Regions from separate parts of the Hordeum vulgare genome. Here region 2 is linked to region 1. Evidence: chromatin contacts called from public Hi-C data. All regions are on one chromosome and are shown on one strand. The core of a region is the stretch at or near the end of the contact, and the rest is flanking DNA. Distances in the headings are between cores, read along the strand shown.

Region 1 (6,565 bases), core at 3,649-6,148:
GGGTGTAGCACAACGGCGGTAAGTATTTCCCTCAGTTTTGAGAACCAAGGTATCGATCCAATGAAGGATTGTCACAAGTACATGCACAAACACAAAAATCTTGCACCCAACACTATGAATGGGTTGTCAACCCCTTATAGATTGTTTGCCAAGTGAGAACTGAAAGCAAAAAGAAACAAAGCAAAGTAAAAGCGAAAGTGGAAACGATAGGTGTGAATAGACCCGGGGGCCGTAGTGTTCACTAGTGGCTTCTCTCATGAAAGCAAGTAGACGGTGGGTGAACGAATTAATTTCGAGCAATTGATAGAACCGCGCAAAGTCGTGACGTTATCTAAGGCAATGATTATATCTATATGCATCACGTCCAAAACAAGTAGACCGATACTTTCTGCATCTACTACTATTACTCCACACGTCGACTGCTATCCAGCATGCATCTAGTGTATTAAGTTCATGAGAACAAAGTAACGCCTTAAGCAAGATGACATGATGTAGATGGACAATCTCATATCTACGATAAAATCCCATCTTGTTACCATTGATGGCAACAACACGATGCATGCCTTGCTGCCCCTTCTGTCACTGGGAAAGGTCACCACACGGTATGAACCCAAAACCAAGCACTTCTCCCATTGCAAGAAATCATAGATCTAGTTGGCCAAACAAAACCCAAGACTCGGAGAGACTTACAAGGATATCAAATCATGCATATAAGAAATCAGCAAAGACTCAAATATATATCATAGATAATCTGATCACAAATCCACAATTCATCGGATCTCGACAAACACACCGCCAAAGAGGATTACATCGGATAGATCTCCATGAAGATCATGGAGAACTTTGTATTGAAGATCCAAGAGAAAGAAGAAGCCATCTAGCTACTAACTACGGACACGTAGGTCTGAAGTGAACTACTCACGAGTCATTGGAGGGGCGAGGATGTTGATGTAGAGGCCCTCCAACTCCAAAGTCCCCTCCGGCAGGGCACCGGGAAGGGTCTCCGGATGAGATCTCGCGGAAACGGAAGCTTGTGGCGGCGGAAAAGTGTTTTCGTGGATTCCCCTATTTTTTGTATTTTAGGGAATATATAGGCGAAGGAGCTAGGTCAGGGGGCCCCAGGGAGGCCACAAGCCTGGTAGCCGCCGCCCCCTGGTGGCGTCTACAGGGCTTGTGGGCCCCCTGTGGCTCTCCTGCCTTGGCCCTCAAGTCCCCTGATCTTCTTCCGTTTTGGAAAATTTTATTTCAGGGATTTTATTCCGTTTGAACTCCGTTCCAAAATCAGATCTGAAAAGAGTCAAAAACACAGAAAAAACAGGAACTGACACTTGACACTGAATTAATAAGTTAGTCCCAAAAAAGATATAAAAGGTACATAAAACATCCAAAGTTGACAAGATAATAGCATGAAACCATCAAAGATTATAGATACGTTTGAGACGTATCACACCTCGCACACGCCGCGGGCGCGAGGCCGCCGACCGACACCTCGCGCTCCCCGCCTCGCCTCGATCGCTGTGCGACCTGGTGGCCGGCCCCGTCGCCGAGGCCCCGCGGAGCCCCTGGTCGTCATGCGCGCCTCCGCAGCGTTGATCCTCGGGGATAACGAGGCCGCGTCTGCCGTCGTCGTCGCCACCCTGCGGAAGCGGCATGCCGACGCGAAGAAGCTTGGGGCCTGTGTTTGGGCTCTCTGTGTAGGCAGAACGCCTACACGCTGGACGTGCTCGAGTTGCTATAGGGCTCAGGCTCCGGGTTCTTCTCAGACAAGCTCGACCACATTGTCCCCAACTTCCATGTCATCCGTGGCACCTCCGACCTGAGGTTGGTTGACACTTAACAGAGCTGCTCGTTGCCGATATATTAGCCGCCCGAACATCGGATGTGGGCACCCGCGGGCTCAGGCGGTCGATGTCGGCGCCATGTCGAAGTCATCGGCGCTGTCGCGGTGCCAAGTGTCGTCCGAGTATTTGGTGTCGCCGCCGCAGACCTCGCCACTGAACCAATCGAGGCGGTCCTCACGCTTCCCGTCCTCGAAGACGCAGTAGACGCCGCGACCAGGGACCTCAGATCCGCCGTCGTGCCGTGCCTAGACGTGTTGAGGTTGTACAGTCGGCCTAACATGTAGCCCTGAGGGGAAATAAAGTGCGGGGGCGGGGGCATCAAGACGTGGGTGACGCCGACGTCGGTTATGTCGCCGACCTAGGCCAGCGTCATCCCCAGCCACCTCGCACCATGCCTCCCCTAGATCCGCTTTCGTTGGGCGTCATCGGCCCGCCCTCTTCTCCGCATGCTGGGAGGACGGGCGAGGCCTCCCGAGGCGAGGCAGGGAGTGCGAGGGGGTCGGCCGGCGACGCGTGCAAGGTGCGTGAGGCATGCGAGCGGGGAGGGCGTGGAGAGGAAGCAGGCGGCGGCCATTTGGGAGTGGGAGGGAAGTGAGAGCACAGCAACGGCATCCGATCAATGTTGACTAGGTTGACCAATCAACTCGACTGAATATAGAGCTATACGACGAGCTAGTAACGGTCACCTTAACCCGTATATAATGACCATAATAAACATATTTTAAAGGCGAGTGGTAATAAGCATATTTTAAAGGCGAGTGGCCGTAGTGAGCTTTCAACTCAAATACACTGCTCTTTATAATACTGGTCAGTTCTCACATTACAAAGTCATAACACCGGCCAAAAAATATATATGCACAAACGTGTGTATGAAACCTATGGACATATTCAATTGTTCGGGGGCCGATGCTCTAGTCTTCCCGGAGACTTTCTTCCCCAGAATAAAGGGAAGTCAGAGCGCTCTAGTTATCCTAGGGTTTGATCCATTCTTCCAAAGGGTAGATATGTTTCAGAGCCGGGTTTCAGCGAATGGTATTGCTATACACTATTTTTTTTCTGGGAGAGAAGGCGATTTTTGTTGACCTAGCGCAGGTATAATACTCGCGTACAAGTACGACCAGTACTGCAATTCTTACGTTTTTATTCTATATAGAATGGGTTAGACCCGGATCAAATCCGAAAGATAAACTTAAGGTGAAGGACGTGTCATGTTTGAATTTCGGCGTGCAAAGGCATCGTTGCTCGGGTCGTCTTTCCCCGGAAAACCCGGGCAATGCGTTTTGCAGAGCAGAGAAGCTTCTCCTCTGGGGTGCCAACGGTGCCTCGAGTCCATGCGCGGCACAGTTGGCCGTGCACGTGGAACGCCGACCCATGCATCTGTCGCGGGTGGAGGATTCCCGCGGTTTGTGCGTGCCATACATCAGTCAGTCAGTCCTCGACGTCGCACTGATCCATCCATCCATCCATGTAAAGAAAAGAAAAGAAAAGAAAAGAAAAGTTGACAGCAGGGTGAGTAAACTAGAAGGCACCCCGGTCCATCCGTGCACCTCCACCTCCACGTCCCTACCTAGAGAACTGCATAGGTATTGCACGCACTCGCACGCACGTAAAGGAGCACATCCTTCTTTTTGCTCGATCTCACTCGCGCACCCCAAGGCCAGGCCAGGTAGCACGACGACTGCTGCTACTCCAGCCCGGAACGGACCAGAGACGGCGAACCGTGCGAATTTCCCATGACCCGGAGGGAAAACCGACGGCCACGAACGAACTCGGGGCAACCGATCACACGCACACGCGATGCTTTGGTGGTGGTGGCAACTGGCAAGCGTGCGCATCTGCCTTTCTCCGTGTCTCGACATGTACAGGGCCGGCAACCCGTGCAGTCACGTACTCCTACGCAGACGCAGCGGCTGAGCTCACCCGTGAGCCATCCACCCATCGCCCATTATGAGTTGATGACAGGACAAAGAAAACCAATCAGTTCCCATCCAAACCCGTAGAGACACGCATGGAAGACGTACAGTATGATTAGCGCTATTTTGTCACGACCAGACAAGACCAGACCGAGACCAGTATGATTAGCACCGGTATTTCCTTTTTCTGGAGCGACAGATAATCACGGCTGTTCTCCCAAACCAAACATACGTCCTCGGCACTGTGCAGCCGGTGCCGCCCGCCAACACGGCCTGCCTACCCTACCCTGCCCTACCACTACCGGTACACACACACGCACACGCACACGCACACACTAGCACCGAGTACGTAACTCCAAACCCCAGCAGCACACAAATTAAAGGCCAGAAGCAACAAGAGAAATTAAAGACTACACTAGACTAGAGTTAGGGAGAAAAGCGCCGGGGTGGGGCCGGCCGGATTAGGACGAAAAGCAAAGCTCGAGCGGAAGCAAGCAAAGAGGGGAAGGGAAGGGAAGGGAAGCAAAGGGGGGCCAGGCTAGATCGAGGGAGAGGGACCGCCCGCGAGCGATTGCTACGCTTCGCGAGCGTGCTTGCCTGCCATTTCCTCCCCTCCGTCCGGCCCGAGCCAACTTCTTCTCCCCACCCCCCCTACCACCACCAGTCCACCACCTCCATCACCTCCCCTCCTCCCCCTAGCTAGCTAGCTAGCTATCTCGCCATCTCCCCTCATCTCCCTCTCTCCCTACTCCGCTGCGGCGCGTCCGTCTCTTCATCGCCCATTCACCACTCTTTGCCCGGCGCGGCAGTGAGCCGGCGCCAGAGCGCGGCCCAGCGGCGGCGGGACTGCGGCGTGGCGGAAGCGCGGCGGAAAACGCGGTGAGTTGGAAAGCCTCTTACTTTGCTCTTGTTGCGGGCGTGCGCGCGTCCGCATTAATGCGCCCTCCTGGTGCGCCGTGCTGTACCCTCGCGCGATGTGCTGCTGGCTTGCGGTTGTAGGGGGTGGGGGTGGCGTTAGTTACTGCGCGCAGCTCGCTCGCTCGCTCGCTAGCTCTGTGCGGAGTGAAAGGCCCGCTCCTAGATCTGTTTCGGACGGGGTGGCGGTGGCGGTGCGCGGCGGTGCTGTTCATGGGTCCCTCCCTCCGATGGGCCGGGGCCTCCCGCGATTTCAGGGGGACGCGGCCCCTCCTCGGTTCTTATTGGGTGTTTCAAACATCCTTGTCTGCAAATATACATGGTGGGATTGGTGGCCGGCTACTCCTGTTCCGGTTTCCTTGATTGGTCCTAGCCTGAATCAGGAGTAAGCATTATTTTCATACGAGGGGTGATTCGATTCTTGTCGCTTTTCAGTGATTCTTCCCGGTGTTAGATTCTTGATTTGGAGTTCCTGAATTTGATTCTTAGTACTAGTACTATAGCTTTCATTCCTGCTCTGGATCGTCGTGCTGTCCATTCCTCTGAAAACGAAGGCCATGCAAAATAGAAGTAGTACTACGTAGCATCCTGCGGATAGTTATGCTGTTGGAATCTTTCCAGAACAGAAGCATTTCATTTGCGTCATGTTCTAAAAATTCTCTCCTTGCATTCTGTTTCAGGAGGTCTGGAAGGCGCAGAGATGCACAAGGCTATAGCAGTTGTTCTGCTCCTTGTTCGGCTCTGAGCATTGGTTGATTTGCAAAGTGAAGATAGCATGGGCCCTGGGACGGCATCGGCGTCCTGGGGTTTGCAACTCGGCGTGGTGCTGGTCTTTCTGCTGGCCTCTGGCTGCCAGGGGCTGAGCCATGAGGGCTGGCTTCTCCTGGGTCTCAAGAGCCAGATGATTGACACTTACAACCACCTTGACAACTGGAACCCGAGGGATCCATCGCCGTGCGCATGGAGGGGTGTCAACTGCTCCTCGTCCTCATCGTCGAGGCTAGCAGTGGTGTCTCTCAACGTCAGCAACATGAACCTGTCGGGCACCGTCGGCCCCGGCATTGGCGGTCTTACTGAGCTCACTAGCCTTGATCTGTCCTTCAATGAGTTCTCTGGAACCATCCCTCCGGATATTGGGAATTGCTCAAAACTGGTGTTGCTCAACTTGAATAACAACAATTTTGACGGTACAATCCCCCCTGAGCTCGGGAAACTGGTCATGCTGACCGGATGCAATCTGTGCAATAACAGGCTCCATGGTCCAATACCTGATGAGATTGGTAACATGTCATCACTTCAAGACTTGGTGGGGTACAGTAACAACCTCTCCGGTTCTATACCACATTCCATCGGCAAGCTCAAGAACCTGAAGACCATTCGGCTTGGACAGAATCTTATATCTGGCAGCATTCCTGCCGAGATAGGTGAATGCCGTAACCTGACCGTGTTTGGTCTTGCACAGAACAAGTTAGAAGGGCCTTTGCCAAAAGAGATTGGGAGACTGGGTCTTATGACAGACCTAATCCTGTGGGGAAATCAGCTTTCTGGCCCCATTCCTTCAGAGATCGGAAATTGCACAAATCTCAGGACAGTTGCCCTTTATGATAATGATCTGGTTGGTCCTATACCTGCAACAATTGGGAACATTACTTATCTTGAGAAGCTATATCTTTACAGGAATTCCATAAATGGTACCATTCCATCTGAAATTGGGAAGCTTTCTTTTGCAGAAGAGGTTGATTTTTCTGAGAATTTCTTAACTGGAGGGATACCAAAGGAATTTGGCAACATACCAGGGCTGTATCTACTCTACCTCTTCCAGAATCAGCTTACCGGCTTTATTCCTAGTGAGTTGTGTGGATTGAGGAACTTGAGCAAGCTTGATCTTTCGATCAA
Region 2 (6,997 bases), core at 4,003-6,502, 160 kb before region 1:
AGGGAAATTAATTTTGTTGTGTGCCTGTATTGTTAGTATTCCTGCTTACTTGATGGTTGTTATTAAATTCCCTAAATGGGTTATCAATGCCATAAATTCCGAGATGGCTCATTTTTATGGGGGGATATGGATGATCAACACAAGTATCACCTGGATAATTGGGGGCTTGTCTCCTAGAAGAAATGTTTTGGGGGTTTAGGTGTTCCCAACCTTGAAGAATTTAATATGGCTTTACTCGCAACTTGGGGTAAAAGATACTTTGATCAAACTGACAAGGACTCGAAGAATATTATTGATTTCAAGTATAATACTAGCTCACCATATATTCTATGGGTGGGAGTTGATGCTGGTTCTCCCTTTTGGAAGGGCGTTACCTGGGCTATGAACAATTCTAGAACTTTTTATCGCTGGAAAATTGGGAATGGGATGAATGTCAAATTCTTGCATGATATTTGGGCACGGGAATGTTCCCTCAAAACACAGTTCTGGGATTTGTTCGACTTTGATATATGCAATCAAACAGATTGCTCTGTGGCTCAGGTTTGGGATCGTGAGACTTTGAAACTATCTTTTAGAAGATGTTTGGATAGGTTAGGTATGGATAGGAAGTTCCAATTAATTGAAACCATCAAACAGTTCCCCTTGCATGACCATCCCGATTCCCTGGTATGGATGTTGGAGGCTAGTGGGATTTATTCAGTCAAATCCTTCTATAAAGCAATTAATTTTGGGGGTGTGGTTTTTGCCACAGGTGAGAATCATTGGAAGGTGATGTGTCCTCATAATATACATGTATTTCTCTGGTTGTGTGCTTATAAAAAAGTATTGACTAGAGATAATTTAGCTAAACATAAAACTATAGATGATCCTACTTGTCTTTTCTGCAGTGAGGTGGAGTGTGTTCAACACCTCTTCTTTGATTGTGTGGTTGCTAAAGCTGTGTGGAATCTAGTTGCTGTGGGTTTCAAAGTTAATCAAATTTCTTGCTTCGACGCCATTTCTACATTATGGCAATTTCATAAGAAAAAACATGTGCTTAATATGGTGACTTTTGCCTCCTTATGGGGCATTTGGCGACTAAGGAATGAATTTTGTTTCCAGGGTCGAATTTGGAAAAGTATGAATTGTGTTCTTGTGAAGCTGCTTGGTTTTCTTCTGCAATGGGTGGTTCTCTGGGACGATGCACAGGCGAGGCTTCTTCGACAGTTCATCCTTTTGTTGGACCGACGCCGAAGGGAACTACTTCGCATCGCGTGGAGTGATGCTCCTGTCAACTGAAGATTGGGATGATTTGCCACGTAACTTTGTTCCTAGATTCTGATGGTTGCTATAATAAAATTTAACGTGGCTATTCAGACTTTTTCCTTGTTTTGGTTAGTGGCACTTTGTTAGATGCTTACTTTGGTGTTGGTCTGTTGAACCTTGTCTGTTCGTTGCTTCATTAATAAAAAGTGGAGCAGGGGGAGACCCCTTTCATTCAAAAAAGGAAAGGGAGAGCTAGAGCTTTCAGGAGCAGCTCGCGGTGGAGGAGGCTGATGGGGGGGAGAGAGGCAGCTTGCCGGCGGAGGGCAGCGGTGCCATGGACGTGGAGCTCGACGACAGGAGGGAGAACGGCAGCGTGGAGAGGGCCAAGGCGGTGCGAGGGAGGATCCATAGGTGGGCACGGCTGCGGCCTAGGCTCGCCGGCCGGAGGGGTTCCATGGCCCGAGGCTGAGGTCGGGGACGAGGGGACCGAACGCCTCCCTTGTCTCATTGTGTGTTTTTTTAAGTAACTAGTCTCGTTGTGTGAGTGTTGCGGCAGGCACGGGAACCAAAGGGAAAGAATGCACAATTTGGGAATCCATCACAAAGAGACGAGATCACTAACTGAGCAGTACACCTTTCAAAGATCATTTCCATCTTTCCAAGTTGCAACAAGTGGCACAATACATATGTGTCACTTGTCGCAATTTAGAAGTTTTTTTCTTTTTTTTTGTAGATTCAACTTTTAAAACGTTTTATCTCCTAAACCATGCATCCAAATCTCAAACCGTTTTCACCATTGGGTTTCTCGCGTTGATATCTTCAAAACTAAATCCCGTGTTGATAAGTTTTGATGAACTTTTTTTTTAAATGGTTGAAAATAAACCGTGCCTCTTGCAATAGGAAAAAGATAAAAACACATTTTTCGTGTTTTTTCCTTTCGATCGTGCCTCTCACGAAGACAAAATCATGCCTCTCGCGAAAGAAAAATCATGCCTCTCATGATAAAAAATAAAAACGTTTTTTCCTTTCCGAGAGGCACAAGCGAGTCTCTCGCGAAGGCAAAACCGTGCCTCTCACGTAAGCAAAACCACGCCTCTCACAAAAAACAGAAAGCACATTTTTTCCTTTCCGAGAGGCAAGGACGGTCGTGCCTCTCGCGAAGGTAAAACTGTGCCTCTCGCAGAAGTAAAAGCGTGCCTCTCGCGGAAGCAAAATCGTGTCTCTCACAAAAAAATAGAAAACGTGTTTTTTTCGTTTCCGAGAGGCACAGTCAAAAAATAGAAAATGGATTTTTCCACGCAAAAAAATCGTCAAAAGGCTAAGAAAGACCGATGAAAAACAGAAATACCAAAAAATTAAGAAAAAAACAATCTAAGAAGCCGAAAACGCGTGCGAAAAAATAAAAAAAATCCGAAGGAAATGGTTGAAGCGCGACACATGACGACGGCTGAGAACACGCCAAGTAACGGCGCATGCGAGTGCATGCTGGAAAGCTTCCAAAGAAGCGCTCGCAAACTAGTTGCTCTCAAAAAGAAGAGAGGCTAGGGTTAGGGGGTGCAGTGGTCCTATAGGGTCAGCCTGGTAGAGAGGGAAAAAAGAGGTTGTCCTTTTCCCATTACAGAAAAATGGACGCCAAAATGATCAAGCTGAGATTTGGCAAGAGACCTCTCTAAAATACTTAAAAGCTTCATGACTTGAAATGGGGTGAAAGGAGGATAGATCAAGTGCTTAAATAAATTTAAAACAAAAGAGATTTAAAACGAAAGTGTGTTTTGGTAAATTCCACAACACTGGAATAGTTTAATATAGCTCCCTGATGATATCGAGAGGCTTTCAATAAGTTTTAAAGAGAATTCACCATGTGAAATTCCTCAATTTAAATAGTTCAAGGATCTATGTGATTTATTTATTTGAGTTTAAATTGGGTTGCAAAAGTTTAATGGGACGATGACATGATGCAATGCAAAAATAATATAGAGTAAACAATATAATAATAATTACTGAAACAACGATCTCGGGGTGTTAAAAAAACACTTCACTAAATATATGGGATTGGCTAGGTCCGGCCTTAGTTAGAATAAAATTTTACTCTTCTATACTTGGTCGTTTATTTTTTTTATTTTTTGAGAGATCGGCTAGAGATGCTCTAAGAGCAACTCTAGCAGACCCACTGCAAACCTGTATCCCGTGTTTACAATTCGTGAAAATCACTTTTTACGGGTTAGTGAAAACCGCGGCAGAACAGAACCCGCACCGCGGAACTGTAAAAATTCAATCTTACATTTTGACATCAATTCTACTGATTTGTATCAAATTTGAACAATCAAATATAGTTTGCTTGCTCGATGTCGATGATGTTGTCGTTCAACAAGTGTACGAACTCGACAATCTCAATGTGCAAACCATCCCTACATTCACAACCAATAATTTACGAACAAACGTAAATGGCGAACAAAGAAAAAGGTTTCATATCTTGCATCCATTTCGTCGAACACATTGTCCGCGGCAGTAGCATTGCCGTCCGCGGACATCCTCGGGTTGTTCTCGTCGGTGCAATCGAAGGAGGCATTGGCGGGGTTGCTCTTGTGGCCGCCTTCTTGTGCTTTGCACCCGAGACCTTGCCTTTCCAGGTCGGCGCAAGTCTCCTCGAAATCACAGCGTTGTCGGCAACGGTGGCAGCGGACGTGGGTGCCTGCCCGATGGGGGTTGCGGATAAGCCGCCCTGGATGACGACGTTGCTCTACCGCTTGCGGGGTGGCGCAGACGAGGGTTGAACGGCCACGGGCGCGACATGGCCTGCGACGAGATCTGGTGGAGGGTTCGGCGCGTGGCTGACCTCCACGGTGAAGTACGAAGGCTCCAAGGCTTCCATGGCGGCAATGGGCGGACACAAATGGTGCTCCGAAGCGGCCGGAGGAAGATCAACGGAGGCGGGCCGAAGTGGAAGCGGAAAGTGTCGTGCGAAAATGTCCTTCCTGCCAAAAATCTCTGCCGGTAGGGGTCGAGCTCGGATCGCACTCCCAGTCCATGAATTTACAGGTTAAGGACAAACTTTTACCGCGCCTTATAATTGTTTTTACAGTTTCGCAAGTGATACGGGTTTTATTCGGGATACTTTGTTGGCGTGGAATTGTAAAATGATGATTATTTTGAGGGTTCGCACGGGTCTTTTAGAGTTGCTCTAATAAGTTTATCGAGGAAAAGGACAAACACAAGAAGGTACTTCAAGAAGAAACGGCAAACCAATATGTTTTTGAATATTTAGAAAGACAGTGGTATCCCTAGCTTACGAGAGTTTAAGTTTTAGACTTGACATCGATGCTTACATTTTTCTGAATTTATTTTAGGCTTTCCGACGATGTGCCTTGAAAGGTGTTTATAGGATAGGGTATATGTATGTGTTCATAAAAATGTGTGTATATATATGTATGAACATGTATGTATGTACCTTGTTAAAAAAACAATCGTGATGTCAGTCTGTCCCCGAGCACGAAAACGCTTTTTATCGCTTCATCAAATCTCGAGTGACCTCTATTGGATTGGAGTACTAGTATTTGTTCACCAAACCTCAAGAAACTCCTAAAGGCATCAACAACTTTCCCAAACGAGTGAACCAAAACCAAACCACGGGAAACAAAAGGCGCACGAGGCTGAGTCTTCGGTTTCGTCCGGGCAACACCTTGGCCAGCAAAACTTCCTTACTTAACATTAGCCCTTTTTCGGACAAATTCCTTCGGTTTAACCCTACCTCGGCGAAAGCACAGCCAACGCTGCCACCAACGGAGAGGTCGTTTCCTTCTCCGTGCGCGCCGTCCGGTTTTAAACGCCATCGCCGCGCCCCAACGGTCGTGGAGCAGCGCTCGCTTCTAGAAAACCAATGGGGCCCACGGCCGTAACCCGTACAGCCCTGCGATCTGCCCATCGGGCGGCCCAGACCGCTCTCCTCCGACCAGAGCGGCCTGCCGTGCATGTTTTAAAGAGGCACGCGTCCGAGCCAGGTGAAGTCATGCACGCACTGACCCGAGTGAGACGGGACGGAGCAGACAGTGAGACAGAAAGTAAAGAAGCACCACCAGCTCCGCACCGCCGTGGAGCCGCCTCCCTCCTCCGCCGGATTTGCGGCACCGCCGGTGAGTCCTCCTCCTTCTTCCTTTACCCCCCTCCCCTCCCTCGCCCGTCCGAATTCCGGACGGCATTGTTGGTCAAGCTTCAGCGAGCCAGCGACCTCATCGATCCATGGCTTGTTAGTTCCGCAGGACTCGACCCGAGCCTACCGAGAAGACCATTTTGTTCGCCGAGAGGAGGAGCAACGGCGATTGGGTCTACGAGAGAGGGGATATGATCAAGATACAAGCCCCGGAGCTGTACAGGGACAGCGGCGCGTACGAGGCGAGGAAGAGGCAGTCGCTCAGGGCGCGCTACGTCTACGGGCTCATCTTCTTCGCCACCAACCTGCTGGCCTGGTTCATCAGGGACTACGGGGCCAAGCTGCTCGGCGGACTGCACCGTACGTTCGCCCTCTGCATTTCCATCCAGACCTTCTTCATTTGCCATGAACGAACGATGGAAGAAGCATTCTGAATTTGATGTGCGTTGTACTGCGCTGCTGTCTGTCTGCTGTGATCTTCAGATATCCCGGTCTGTGGAGCAGGGGACTCCAAATGCTTCCGTTCTGGAGGGGTGCTCCGGGTTAGTTTGGGTTGCTTTGTATCCTTGTTTTATATACCGAAACAGTCATCCTTAATTTACATATACAAGGATATAGGAATTGTTTTGCACCTGAATTTACGGTGCACCGCTGCAGTCTGCATACTGCCGTTGAGACAATTGCATTTTGCATAAGGTGCTCAAGGGGTAAGCGGGAAGTGATTCAGGTGAAGTTAGGCTGTTCTGCAGTACCGTTTTCACAGTCCTAGGCAAAACTAAAATTGCACGTAAAGAAGACACGTGAGCAATGAGATCAATGAAATTGTTTGTGCCTTTTGTTCACTTCCTTAAATCAATTGGTAGATATTTTTCTGGCTGATGTTTGCCACAACGTTTGGAACACGCAAGCTCCAGGGAGTTCGTAATTCGTGGCATTCTGGATGCTGGGTTCTCAAGTTTCTTGTGTATGTCGCGTCAATCGTCACCCCATTTATCATCCCTAACATATTCATCCAGCTCTATGGTAAGTTCCTTTTCTCCCCATAATTGTCACTTATAAACGGTAATCACTTCTCCGCTCACTGCCCGGTGTACCATATTGTAGTTGCTGCAAAGGGTGCATGACATGGCTGCCTTAGTACATGTGCATAGTCATACACTTAAAATTGTTGCTTTCCTTCGCTCAAAATAAGTTTATTTCCTTTCAATGTGCCATTGCAAGGATTTGAAATTTGGAAACTGTAAATTCCTGTAGTACAGTTACAAAGAGAGAAAATAGTCAATCTAATGTTTACACTCAGCCCAACTTCTTAAAATACCCGAACTTCCCTCAGGCCTCGTTTGGTTAAGGGGGATTTGGGAGGTTTTGAGAGGGAGGGATTTCAGGGGATTGGGTGAATCCCTTTTTTCACCCAATCCTCTCAAATCCCCGGGGCTTTGCTTCCACTAGTCCCTACAAAAGGGTTTTGAAACACATGGATAGGAAGGGATTGAAGGGGAACAGAGGGGATTGGGCTAAGCAAACCCCTCCTATCAAATGGACGCCCGAGGATTTGTGGGGTTTCTAGCCCTCCCGGGGATTTTCCTCTCTAAACCTCCACAATCC

The links. Hi-C and Micro-C count contacts between places; a contact is called where the count stands out from the background.
Region 2: a contact with region 1 is called in a Hi-C map of leaf, with 5 times the contacts expected there. The contact joins the promoter of LOC123427193 here to the promoter of LOC123427191 in region 1. A contact is called at or near these places in 5 of 6 Hi-C or Micro-C datasets (leaf, seedling and an unstated tissue) and 1 of 1 datasets of contacts at active chromatin or transcription factors (embryo).

The regions. Positions count from the first base shown.
Region 1 is chr2H:551,810,994-551,817,558 of MorexV3_pseudomolecules_assembly, reverse strand. It overlaps LOC123427191 (probable leucine-rich repeat receptor-like protein kinase At5g63930), which reads left to right and starts at 4,898. Exons shown (of 5, transcript XM_045111173.1): 1 at 4,898-5,054; 2 at 5,350-6,565. The coding sequence starts at 5,445.
Region 2 is chr2H:551,967,718-551,974,714 of MorexV3_pseudomolecules_assembly, reverse strand. LOC123427193 (probable serine incorporator) reads left to right here and starts at 5,252. Exons shown (of 13, transcript XM_045111175.1): 1 at 5,252-5,375; 2 at 5,502-5,752; 3 at 5,876-5,952; 4 at 6,256-6,415. The coding sequence starts at 5,584.